Regions from separate parts of the Mus musculus genome. Here region 2 is linked to region 1. Evidence: chromatin contacts called from public promoter capture Hi-C data. All regions are on one chromosome and are shown on one strand. Each heading gives the region's core, a stretch centred on a gene start, on an enhancer-like site or on the middle of the called end of the contact. The rest is flanking DNA. Distances are from core to core; before and after follow the strand shown.

Region 1 (6,451 bases), core at 3,619-6,118:
GATGGAAAGATCTCCCATGCTCATGGATTGGCAGGATCAACATTGTAAAAATGGCTATCTTGCCAAAAGCAATCTACAGATTCAATGCAATCCCCATCAAAATTCCAACTCAATTTTTCAACGAATTAGAAGGAGCAATTTGCAAATTCATCTGGAATAACAAAAAACCTAGGATAGCAAAAAGTCTTCTCAAGGATAAAAGAACCTCTGGTGGAATCACCATGCCTGACCTAAAGCTTTACTACAGAGCAATTGGGATAAAAACTGCATGGTACTGGTATAGAGACAGACAAGTAGACCAATGGAATAGAATTGAAGACCCAGAAATGAACCCACACACCTATGGTCACTTGATCTTCGACAAGGGAGCTAAAACCATCCAGTGGAAGAAAGATAGCATTTTCAACAATTGGTGCTGGCACAACTGGTTGTTATCATGTAGAAGAATGCGAATCGATCCATACTTATCTCCTTGTACTAAGGTCAAATCTAAGTGGATCAAGGAACTTCACATAAAACCAGAGACACTGAAACTTATAGAGGAGAAAGTGGGGAAAAGCCTTGAAGATATGGGCACAGGGGAAAAATTCCTGAACAGAACAGCAATGGCTTGTGCTGTAAGATCGAGAATTGACAAATGGGACCTAATGAAACTCCAAAGTTTCTGCAAGGCAAAAGACACCGTCAATAAGACGAAAAGACCACCAACAGATTGGGAAAGGATCTTTACCTATCCTAAATCAGATAGGGGACTAATATCCAACATATATAAAGAACTCAAGAAGGTGGACTTCAGAAAATCAAATAACCCCATTAAAAAATGGGGCTCAGAACTGAACAAAGAATTCTCACCTGAGGAATAGCGAATGGCAGAGAAGCACCTGAAAAAATGTTCAACATCCTTAATCATCAGGGAAATGCAAATCAAAACAACCCTGAGATTTCACCTCACACCGGTCAGAATGGCTAAGATCAAAAATTCAGGTGACAGCAGATGCTGGCGAGGGAGGATGTGGAGAAAGAGGAATATTCCTCCATTGTTGGTGGGATTGCAGGCTTGTACAACCACTCTGGAAATCAGTCTGGTGGTTCCTCAGAAAATTGGACATAGTACTACCAGAGGATCCAACAATACCTCTCCTGGGCATATATCCAGAAGATGCCCCAACTGGTAAGAAGGACACATGCTCCACTATGTTCATAGCAGCCTTATTTATAATAGCCAGAAGCTGGAAAAAACCCAGATGTCCCTCAACAGAGGAATGGATACAGAAAATGTGGTACATCTACGCAATGGAGTACTACTCAGCTATTAAAAAGAATGAATTTATGAAATCCTAGCCAAATGGATGGACCTGGAGGGCATCATCCTGAGTGAGGTAACACATTCACAAAGGAACTCACACAATATGTACTCACTGATAAGTGGATATTAGCCCAAAACCTAGGATACCCAAGATATAAGATACAATTTCCTAAACACATGAAACTCAAGAAAAATGAAGACTGAAGTGTGGACACTATGCCCCTCCTTAGAAGTGGGAACAAAACACCCTTGGAAGGAGTTACAGAGACAAAGTTTGGAGCTGAGATGAAAGGATGGACCATGTAGAGACTGCCATATCCAGGGATCCACCCCATAATCAGCATCCAAACGCTGACACCATTGCCTACACTAGCAAGATTTTATCGAAAGGACCCAGATATAGCTGTCTCTTGTGAGACTATGCCGGGGCCTAGCAAACACAGAAGTGGATGCTCACAGTCAGCTAATGGATGGATCACAGGGCTCCCAATGGAGGAGCTAGAGAAAGTACCCAAGGAGCTAAAGGGATCTGCAACCCTATAGGTGGAACAACAATATGAACTAACCAGTACCCCGGAGCTCTTGACTCTAGCTGCATATGTATCAAAAGATGGCCTAGTCGGCCATCACTGGAAAGAGAGGCCCATTGGACACACAAACTTTATATGCCCCAGTACAGGGGAACGCCAGGGCCAAAAAGGGGGAGTGGGTGGGTAGGGGAGTGGGGGTGGGTGGCTATGGGGGACTTTTGGTATAGCATTGGAAATGTAAATGAGCTAAATACCTAATAAAAAATGGAAAAGAAAAAAAAAGTACACACATGATCAAGAAAAGAACAGAATAAACGTACGGAAATGATATTTCAAAAATAAATAAATAAATAAATTCAGCCCCCACTCAATTTATCAGAACACAGAAATGTAGCTACATTATTTTTTAACTGCAGTCTCATGAATAGCCTCTCGCCCATGACCTAACAGAGTTCTTGTTCCCCTCTGAAGCTTCGTGAGTGGAGTCTCTTAGTGTCCTCATTTCTCTCGACATTTTAGTGATGTAACTTCCACCTGAAAGGCTCATTCAGCTCTTCTGCAGCATTTTATGGCTCCTCTAGGCAGCACCATTGAATTATTCCACATTTGCTGTACAGCTATTTTCTATTTAAAACGACCTCTCCGTTTCCTGTTTCGGAGGCATCCGGGTGTCCTCTCTACGGTGCCGGCTGTCAGTGGAACAGACTGTCTGGATGGTCACACACAAGCCTCCTCTCTTCAGCTACCAGGAACTCAAATGCCTCCGTTTCCTCTTTTAATGGTTTTGTAAACTGGATTTTTTTTTTCAGAGAACTTGTGCATGTCGTTTAAATTGTTAAATTTCATGTCCCTAAAGTAATTAGTCATATTCTTGTTACTATCATTTGATATCTGTAAGTCATCAGTAATTCTTTTTCACTCTTGATTTTGATAGTGTACTGTCTGTCAGTCATCCGTCTCTCTGTCCATCTTTCTATCACTGTCTGAGTCATACAAGGGACTTGTCAACGTTGCTGTCTTCTATAGTGTCTGTTTGGGTTTGTCAGTGTTTTCTATTGCCCCTTTCCTACTTGCAGTGGTTGTTTGAATAATTTCCTTTTACCCACGTTAGATTACTTTGTTATTTTTCTAGCTTGTTAAAGTGAAAAGTTGGGTCATAAATCCTGGCATATATTTAAATTTTTAACATTCCATTCGAACTCTGCTTTAGATATATCAAACATTTTTGAATTTTTTTTTAGAATTTTATACATGAGTATACTGTATTTGTATCATGTCTACTCCTCTCCCTCCCTCTCCCCTTCTCCCCCTTCCCCTCTCCCTTCCCCTCCCATGCTTCCCTCTTGAATTCATGGCCCCTTTTTGTTAATATATGTTACCACTAGATAAAATATCTAAAACATGAATGTGGAAAAGAAAAGAAGATCAGGTGTAAAAGTAAATACATACTCTATTATCCGAAATTTATAGAGAAAAGAAAACTTTCTAGAATGTACTTAGGAGTTCCATGGGGTCAGAGGTGGGGACTGACTGAAGAGGGTGAGGGAGAAACTTTGGAAGTGGTGTGAGTGGGCTAAGCATGGAGAGAGATTATGTATTCCAGACCAGCGTGGAGTCTAAATAAAAAAATAAAACAAGCACTGAGTTCTTCTCAGTTGTACAGTAGGGGAAAAAAGGACCTGACATACACACCCCAACTAGACTTTACTGACAAAGAGAGAAGTGTATTTTTTTTCAGTTTTTATTTTTCAGTTTTTATTGCTTTTTTCGTTAGTGTACAAAGAACACTTAATTTTCATAGCACTTTTTCTTGGTTCTAGGATATTTTGTACAACCAGTGTCTTGATTCTAAAGAGTCCATGGTCCAGCCCAGTCACTCACGAAGAACTCAGTCCAGACTGATCTTCAGGGCTAGCCATCAAGGCTATGCTGAATGATTGACCATTCCCAGCCAAGCCCTGTGTGCACTGAACGGGGAAGTAACCCACTTCCTTCCTCACTATCACTGAATCAGGCATTTCTGACCTACCAGGTTCCTCACAGCGGCCTTCACATCCTTGTTCCTCAGGCTGTAGATGATGGGGTTCAGCATGGGGGTCAGCACCCCATAAAATAAGGAGATGAGCTTGTCTGAAACATCCTGTTTGTCTGCCCCCAATGGGTCCTTGGACTTGGGCTTCCCGTACATGAACAGGATGGTCCCATAGAAGACAAGTACCACGGTGAGGTGGGCAGAACAGGTGGAGAAGGCCTTCTTCCTCCCCTCGGCAGAGGGGATCCTCAGGATGGTGGAGAGTATGAAGATGTAGGAGACAAAGATGAACAGAACTGGAACCCCCAGGAAAATCACATTGGCCACCCCCATGCTGATCACATTGATGGAGATGTCAGCACAGGCTAGCTTTAAGACTGCTAGGATCTCACAGGTGAAGTGATTGATGACATTGTCCCCACAGAAAGGCAACTGCACCGCAAGGGAGATCTGCACCAAGGAGTTAGCACCGCCAGCCACCCAGGAGCTGACGGCCATGGGCACATAGGCAGACTTGTTCATGACCACAGGGTATCTAAGAGGGTTGCAGATGGCCACATAACGATCAAACGCCATCATGCCCAGGAGCACACACTCCGTGGCTCCCATGGCAAAGGAGAGAAACATCTGCACGGCACAGCCCGAGAAGGAGATGGTCTTCCTGGGGGTGAGAAAACCATCCAGGACTAAGGGAATCGAGGAGGTAGTATAGCAGATGTCCAGGAAGGAGAGGTTCCCCAGGAAGAAGTACATGGGCGTGTGCAGGTGGGAGTCGAGGATGCTCACCAGGATGAGGACGCCGTTGCCCAGCAGGATCACCAGGTACATCAGCAGGATGAGCACGAAGAAGGTTTTCTCCAGCTTTGGGTGATCTGACAACCCCAGCAAGACAAATTCAGCTACCGTAGACTGATTGGCTCCTTCCATTTCGCATGTTCTCTTCCCGTCTTGAGAGAGCAGAGGACAGCAAGCACTTGCTCATCAGGATCAGGATGTGGGCATGGTTCTAGAACGTATAATTAAATGTAAAGTCAGTGTTGAAGGGATACAATTCTCTATTAGTTTGCCTGAGAGATCAGGACGCATTGGTTCAAGCAGGAAAAGCCTCTGGTAGCCAACTGAGATAGATGGAGGGACGCGATATAGTCAGGCCAGTGGAGCCAGCACGCCTGCCTGGGGGAAGGGGTGTGTCTATTCATGGATGCAGGACTACATGAAAACCATGAAGAAGGAGACTGTAGGATGCTACACGGCTCCAGAGGAGGGGAGGGGCATGGACTAATCTCGCTGCCTCTGCCTGTCCCAAACATTCCTGCCCCTTTCTGGGCCGAAGTCGCTCTTAGTAATGTTAGCTATTGGCATGGTCTCCCTCACTCCTGTCACTCTGATTCTGAGCCCTTACAGTGACATTATGATGATAAGTTAGCATCACACAGAGAGAATACGGTAGCCAGGCAGATTAGAGTCTAGCCAGAATTTCTGTTTGTTGCATGGTGCCTGTCCTTCATTTCCTGTGAATTTGATGGATGCTGTCCCTGGGTTGCACTATCAGTAGAGTCTGGGGGCTGCTGGACATGGTGGTCTTTACAGAAGTATAGCCTTATTGCCTTTCCTATAGATCAACAGTAGGACCAGGCTGCTCCGTACCTATGAAAGGACAAGTGTCTCTTGTGTCTTCCTGTGTATACCTTGTGACTGGACTCTGTGCTTTGGAGAAGTTTTCTAAGTTGCAGCTTCTAACTCAAACCCTGCTGTACCTGACTTGACCATGAAAGGCACTGCAGTTCCATTGCAATGCATTCTCCAAAGTAGGGAAAACAATTCCAGGCTTACCGAGGTCTTGCGCAAGGAGAGAACCATGCGTACCGTGTGCTTCAGGGACGGAAGAACTGCAGACCTGTACATTAGGGAAAGCCTCAGACCTTGACTTCTCACATTAAAGATTAGGAAAGTGGGGCCGGAGAGATGGTTCAGTGAGTAGAGGCTTGTCACCAAGCCTGAGTAGAGTTCAATTCCTGGGACCCAAAAGATGGAAAGAGAGAAGCAACTCCTTCAAGTTGTTCTCTGACGTCCACATGAGCACCATGACATGTGATTGTGTACAGGCATGTGCGTGCACACACACACTCACACACACACACACACACACACACACCACAGAGAGAGAGAGAGAGAGACAGACAGACAGACAGACAGACAGACAGACAGAGAGAAGAGATGTTTTAAAACAATGAGGAACTTGAAGCTCCGACAGAACCATAGGCTGGCCCAGATGGTTCTCCACTCTCCCCCTAGCCTGTCCCTCATCACTGCATGTTCTTGTCCAGCATTTGTGTCTACTGAGGATGTAAAGGTCCAGTTGAGCAGCTCTTGTCCTTCTCACCCTCCCTAGGACATTCCTAGACAATAGATGCACCAAATCTTCCTCTAAGAAATCTGCCCCGTAGTCAGGCTTTGACTCTCTTTTACTATTACCCTGTTGCTGGGGAAGATGGGTGAGAGAAACCAAACTCAGTTTAGAGCTCTCCTCGTGCAGCTGTCAGGGCTGAACCGCAGGCATCAGGAATAGTTGAGGAGAAAGTT
Region 2 (6,702 bases), core at 1,645-4,144, 160 kb after region 1:
CATCTCTAAACAAAACAAAACTGCATATAGAGTGTGCAGGTGAGGGGACAACTTTGTGGGCTCACCGTGTCCGACTACCTTTGTGTGGGTTCCAGGAGTTGAATTTGGGTGGTCAGGCTTGCTGGGCAGGCATTCTGCCTACAGAGCGACCTCAGCAGCAACTGTGCAAACACCTCTTTTTGTTTGTTTGTTTGTTTGTTTGTTTGTTTTTTAATCTCAAGTAGTCCAGGCTGGCCTAGAACTTAAAGACTATATATCTAAAGGGGACCTTGAACTTCCAATCATCCTGCTCCTATCTCTTGAGTGCTTGGATTAGAGGCATGGCTCACTATACCAAGTTGGCATGGTTCTCAGGATCCAACCTACCGCTCTGTGCGTGACAGGCACGCATTCTACCCACTGAGCTTTGTCCCCGGCCCAGTTTAATGAGCTTTTACATTTTTAACTTTGAGACAGTCTACTATGTTGCCCCAGGCTGGCCTAAATTTAGGCCTTCCGAAATCTGAGACACATATGGACTACCGCACCCCCACTATTTGTTTAATTTTAAGGTCTACACATGTGGAGCACCACACCCCAATTTTTGTTTTGTTTTAAGGTCTATGTTGCCCAGGCTGACCTTAAACTTTTGAGCTCAGAGTCCCTCCTGCTTCTGCCTGCCGAGTAATGGGATTCTTTGAGTCTTGAGTTTGTTGAGGATGGGAGCTTTGCAACTAAGACCTAAGACCGGAAACTGTGGCAAATGCTCTCCGGTTGAACAAGCCTCTTCTCTCCAGGCCTTAGTCAGGTCTGTCAGATCCTCCCAGACCTCCATGATCTCCAGCTGGAGGCATACGGTGAGTGAGCTCATTTCTGTCCTGGTGCTCTGGGATCTGATGACCTTCTGCTTCCGGTAAATGTCCCAGGAAGTGGGGTCTGACAGTCAGGATGCCACTGGATTCAGGCATCCTTATCAGACTCACGATGCTTCCTCTGGCCAAGTGGCCCCTGTTTCTCAGGTGATGAGACCTGGAGAAGCGTGCAGAGCTGAAATTCCCTGAGAGAAAGAGAGACAGAGACACACACACAGAGAGAGAGACACACACAGAGAGAGAGACAGAGAGAGACAGAGAGAGAGACTAGGTAGTGGGGAACTGAGCTCAGCCACATAGGGAGTTCTTTGAAGTGGGGCTGGAACCTAAGTACCCCAAGCAGGGGGACAGAAGTTCTAACCCCTTCACAGGCATCACATCCAAAGAGACTATCTGCCCCAGAAGTCAGGTATCAAGATGTGTAACTTCACTATTAAAGTATAATTGTTTAAAAAAAAAAAAAAAACAAAACTTCAATTAATCCTAGCACCTGAGAGGCAGAGACAGGTAGATCTCTTGAGTTCAAGGCCAGCCTAGTTTACATAGAGGTTCCAGGACAGCCAAGGCTACCCAGAGAAACCCTGTAACAAAAACAAACAAGCAAACAAACAAACTTTAAATTACCAAGTTCCTAGATAAGGAAAAGGCTAGGTGTGGGATGGAAAGATGAATGAGAATCCAAGCCAGCAAGAGGGCTGGAGAGTGGTGGGTATGGAGCTGACAGTCACTCTGGGAGGGGCGTTCAGGAGGACCAGAAGGTCTGGAGTGAGGCTTGGAGCCCACAGTGGAGATGGGGTCTGCAGTCAGGTCCTCCTGACCAGTACAAGTGACCATATGGCACGGTTCTTCCTAAGAGGTCCCAGGGTGGCTTTGGTCATACACCATTGCCGGGCTCTGTCCACATCTGTAAAATGAGAACAGGTGTGGGTCTGCCACACTGTGAGCCCCGGGTCCAGACGTATGAGTTTCAGAGTCGCTCCTACACAAAGGAGCCCTAGGCGGGACAAAGCAGGCAGAAAGGGACGCCCCGGGGCGGGTGAGTTTCCTCTCTACGCCATTGGAGAAGCTGAGCACGGAGGCGGCGTGCTTCTGGCCAGGAGGTGACCCTGCAGCGCCACCGTGCGGCCGAAGCAGGCTCCTATAACCCGTCGAGGGCTTCGGGGATGCCCACAGCTGTGGTTATATCAACTAAGAAACAAGAACTGGCATTTATTGGAACGTTTGCTGTAAGCTAAGCGCTGTGCCTGCTGCACTTTGAAGCGAGTATTCTCATCTCACAGAAGAGGAATCTGAGGCCTGAGTGAACTGGTCTAAGAAACTCGGAGTGGAGAGGCCGAATCAGGCATTTCCCCAGCATTTTACTAGATACTTGGAAACCTGGTATGGGAAGTTTCCAAACCTGGTATGGGAGGTTGGAAACCTGGTACTGGCGTTTCCAAGTCCTCCCATCTTCCTAGGGCTGGCTGGCCCCTCCATTTCTGCTCCAGTGAGTGTCACCCACTTCTCCATGAAAACTGTATTCTGACTACAGAGATCAGAAGCCAGAGGGTTTGTCTTCTCAGACGTCCAGGAACCTTGGTAGAAAAAAGGGCCTTCAGGGCCTAAGAATTGAACCATGAAAACTGTCTGGTCCCCACTTCCTGAAGGGGTGAAAGGGTTGTAACGCCCCACACTGTGGGAGTTCCAGGTTTGCTCTGCCTCTAACTGCCTCTGTGACAGGGGGAGTCCTTCCTCAGCAGGACTTCAGCCTTCTGGTTAAAAGGGAGGCTTCTAGATCATGGTAACCTCTCCTCCCACCCTAAATTTTCCCTCTCCACAGCTGCTCTCTGCCCCACCCAAACCAGTTCGAACATTCCCGGCGAAGCCGAGGACTGTGACTTGAAAGGCCCAGGGGGACACCGTGGCCCCATTCCAGAGCTTCCTCTGAAGCTCTGGGGAGAGAAAGGCCTGGGGGCGGGGAGGGGGCTACATTATGATGACCTCATCCATTCTATGACGTCACCCTCTCTCCCACGCCCACTCCTCTCTGGTCAGCTGCTCTGCAAACAACCATCAGTACAAACCCCAAAGGCCTGGAAAAGTCTGCCCTCCGGTACCTGCTACGAATCTTCTGTCTCGGCCAACAAGAAGCACCATGAAACTGGAATTCACAGAGAAAAACTACAACAGCTTTGTGCTGCAAAACCTGAACAAACAGAGGAAGCGTAAAGAGTACTGGGACATGGCCCTGACTGTGGACCATCATGTCTTCTTCGCACATCGCAACGTGCTGGCTGCCGTCTCTCCACTAGTGAAAAGCCTCATCTCCAGCAACGACATGAAGACCACCGATGAACTCTACATCACCATCGACCCCAACTACCTGAGCCCAGCCACGGTGGACCAGCTCCTGGATTACTTCTACAGCGGCAAAGTGGTGATCTCAGAGCAGAACGTGGAGGAGCTGCTCCGGGGCGCACAGTATTTCAATACCCCACGCCTTCGGATTCACTGCAATGACTTCCTTATTAAGTCTATTCGCCGCGTCAACTGCTTGCGCTACCTCTTCTTGGCTGAGCTGTTCGAGCTCAAAGAAGTATCAGACTTGGCCTACTCTGGCATTCGTGACAACTTCCACTTCTGGGCCAGTCCCGAGGGCTCTATGCACTTCATGCGCTGCCCACCCGTCATCTTCGGTCGCCTGCTCCGGGATGAAAACCTCCACGTGCTCAACGAGGACCAGGCGCTCAGCGCACTCATCAGTTGGGTGTACTTCCGGAAGGAGGAGCGGGAAAAATACTTCAAGAAGTTCTTCAATTACATCAATCTCAATGCGGTCTCCAACAAGACGCTGATGTTTGCCAGCAACAAGCTGGTTGGCTTGGAGAACAACTCTGCCCACGCGACCTTGATCGAAAGTGTCCTGATGGACCGCAAGCAGGAGCGCCCGTGCAGCCTGCTGAGCTACCAGCGGAAAGGGGCCCTGCTTGACTCGGTGGTCATCCTGGGTGGCCAGAAGGCCCACGGTAAGTTCAACGATGGGGTGTTTGCCTATATCATCCAGGAGAACCTGTGGCTGAAGCTCTCAGAGATGCCATACCGGGCAGCCGCGCTCAGTGCCACTGCTGCTGGCCGTTACATCTACATATCCGGTGGCACCACTGAGCAGATTTCAGGACTGAAGACAGCGTGGCGGTATGACATGGACGACAACTCCTGGACCAAGCTACCTGACCTGCCCATTGGGCTTGTCTTCCACACCATGGTGACCTGCGGGGGAACAGTTTACTCAGTGGGTGGGAGCATTGCCCCACGCCGGTACGTCTCTAACATTTATCGCTATGATGAACGCAAGGAAGCCTGGTGCTTGGCGGGGAAGATGAGCATCCCTATGGACGGGACAGCAGTCATCACTAAGGGTGACCGGAACCTGTACATTGTCACTGGGCGATGCCTGGTGAAGGGCTACATCTCCCGGGTCGGTGTAGTGGACTGCTTTGACACCTGCACGGGGGAAGTGGTCCAGTGTATCACCTTCCCCATCGAATTCAACCACCGGCCCCTGCTCTCGTTCCATCAGGACAACATCCTTCGTGTACACAGCCACCGGCAGAGCGTGGAAATCAACTTACAGAAGATCAAGGCCAACAAGTCGACAACCTCAGTACCTCTGTTGCCCAACAGTTGTCCCTTGGATGTATCCCATGCTATCTGCTCCATTGGAGACAGCAAGGTATTTGTATGTGGGGGTGTCACCACAGCCAGCGATGTCCAGACCAAGGACTACACCATCAATCCTAATGCTTACTTGCTGGACCAAAAGATAGGTGAATGGCAGACCCTTGCCTGCCCACCTGAGGCACTGGACTGTCCTGCCTGCTGTCTAGCCAAGCTGCCTTGCAAGATTCTTCAAAGAATTTAAACAACTTTTTAAGTGGGAGAATAAGTAAATGCATTATTATTCACAATTTAATGACAGAAAGCAAGGGAGGAATGTGACTTTGGATTCCTTTTAGTGGGGGGTCAATGCTTGGGGCTACACATGTTCCTGATGGATAGGATTCAGGGTTAATATCTCAATGGAGGTAACTAGCAGAGATGGGGTCTCTGGTTGGTGGTCTACAGTGGGTAGATTAATTAATTAACTAGTTAATTAATTTTGTTATTCCAGCTCTGGAGGTCTCTAAACTGAGTCAGGAAAAACAATCCTTGGTGGTTGTGGGATTGAAGTTCCTCCCAGACTCTGGGCTAGGGGATGTTTGAGTGGTGCCCCCCCCCACCCCCAATCCCTGTAGTCACCTCTCAGGGATCTGCTAGCATAGTAATCTCTGCTCAGAGTAGTGATGGCATGGGCTCTTCCAGCATGTGTTTGCTTCAGGTCTTCTTGGGAGACAGGAAAGGACCTCTCCTAAGCCCAGGAGAGTAGCCTTGTAGGCTGGGGAGGAAGGAGGTGTGTGGGCAAGTCCAGGGACAAGCAGGGTCGATGGCCTGTTGTATTTGTGTCACCTAGGGTGGTTTATGTCTCATCTCGGGGGAAGTTGAGGATTACTTACAATGGTCACTGCTTCTAGTTGGAGAGGTTCACGGAGAACGTTCTCAGGAATGTGAGGTTTGAATCAGGGGTGGACAAGCTACAGTAAAGGGAGAAGAAAGAAATCCAGATCAGTAGTGGAGTGAAGCTGTAATGGGGATCGGGAGGTAAACTCGGGTACCAGCTCAAGAACCCACTAGCTTATCCTGGGCAAATTAACTTATATCTCTGTGCCTTCATTTCCTCTTCGGTAACAGAGATATGGTGAGACCACCTAACTAATAGTGTAAGTGTGGAGTCTTACTGAGTGGAATGCCCAGGACAGATAGTCCCCTGCATGCACTGTGCTGAGGACACCCCCCCCACCCCACCCCCCACACACACACGACTTCTGTCACAGGATCCTATTCTGTAGCTCAGACCCCTTGGGAACTCACTGTGTAGCTGAGACTGGCCCGGAAGGATGACCCCCTGCCTTTACCTAATGCCTCTTTTGTAGCTTCTAGTGCTGGGATCACAGGTGTGTGCTCCCACATCCAACTCAGAATTACCCTGTTAAAGGATAAGCCTTGCTCCATCCAAAGATTTCCAAGATCCATTGCTTCAGGATGCCACTGAAGGGTAAAACCTGGTGTCGAGAAAGTCCTCTTATAGAAACCAATTACCTAAAGAATCCCCAGTGTTTTTCTAAATTTCTCCTTTAGATAACAGGTATAAAGTCTGGAATTCAAAATTGGAATATTTTGGTCCAAATTGTATTATTCAGAAATGCAATAGAATTGTTTTTTAAAAGCTTTATGAGAAATAATTTATACTCCCTATAATGAACTTATTTAAAATATACAGCTTGGTGGGACAAGTTTCTCCTGCCTATAATCTCAGCAGTCAAGATGAGCCAGGCTTACACAATGAGTCTCAGGCCAGGCTGGGCTGCAGGGGGAGTCCCTGGTTCAGAAGGGGCTGAGGGCTGGAGAGACAGCTCAGTGGTTAAGAGCACTGGCTGCTCTTGCAGAGGATCCAAGCTCCATTCTCAGCACCTACATGGTGGCTCACAACCACCTGTAACTCCAGACCTAGGGTCTGATTCCCTCCTTCTGGCTCCAATGGTCACTGCATACGAGACACATGGTGCACAGACAGACACACAGACGTGCAAGCAAAACACCAATAGGCATAAAACAAAACAAAAGCCCAGCAATTAATCAAAAGGTATGCAGCTTTCGGGGTTCAGGGGTGCACACCTCTAAGGCCAGTGTTTCCTGGAGATGAGAGGATTGGAATTTCAAGGTCCTTCACAAATTCCATAGCAAGTTTGAGGCCAGCCTGAACTGCATGGGGACC

The links. Promoter capture Hi-C pulls out the DNA fragments that hold promoters and counts their contacts.
Region 2: a promoter capture Hi-C map of the HPC-7 cell line shows a contact between it and region 1, with 2.8 times the contacts expected there. The contact joins the promoter of Ccin here to the promoter of Olfr156 in region 1. A contact is called at or near these places in 3 of 39 promoter capture datasets (the 3T3-L1 cell line, the HPC-7 cell line and stem cell-derived epiblast-like cells), 2 of 484 Hi-C or Micro-C datasets (both in cortical neurons), 3 of 115 datasets of contacts at active chromatin or transcription factors (T-cell acute lymphoblastic leukemia, embryonic stem cells and memory CD8 T cells) and 1 of 9 other capture datasets (liver).

Annotation. Positions count from the first base shown.
Region 1 is chr4:43,816,565-43,823,015 of GRCm38.p6, forward strand. It overlaps Olfr156 (olfactory receptor 156), which reads right to left and starts at 4,869. Exons shown (of 1, transcript NM_019474.2): 1 at 3,771-4,869. The coding sequence starts at 4,795. The coding sequence ends at 3,839.
Region 2 is chr4:43,980,610-43,987,311 of GRCm38.p6, forward strand. It overlaps Ccin (calicin), which reads left to right and starts at 2,895. Exons shown (of 1, transcript NM_001002787.2): 1 at 2,895-4,924. The coding sequence starts at 2,986. The coding sequence ends at 4,752.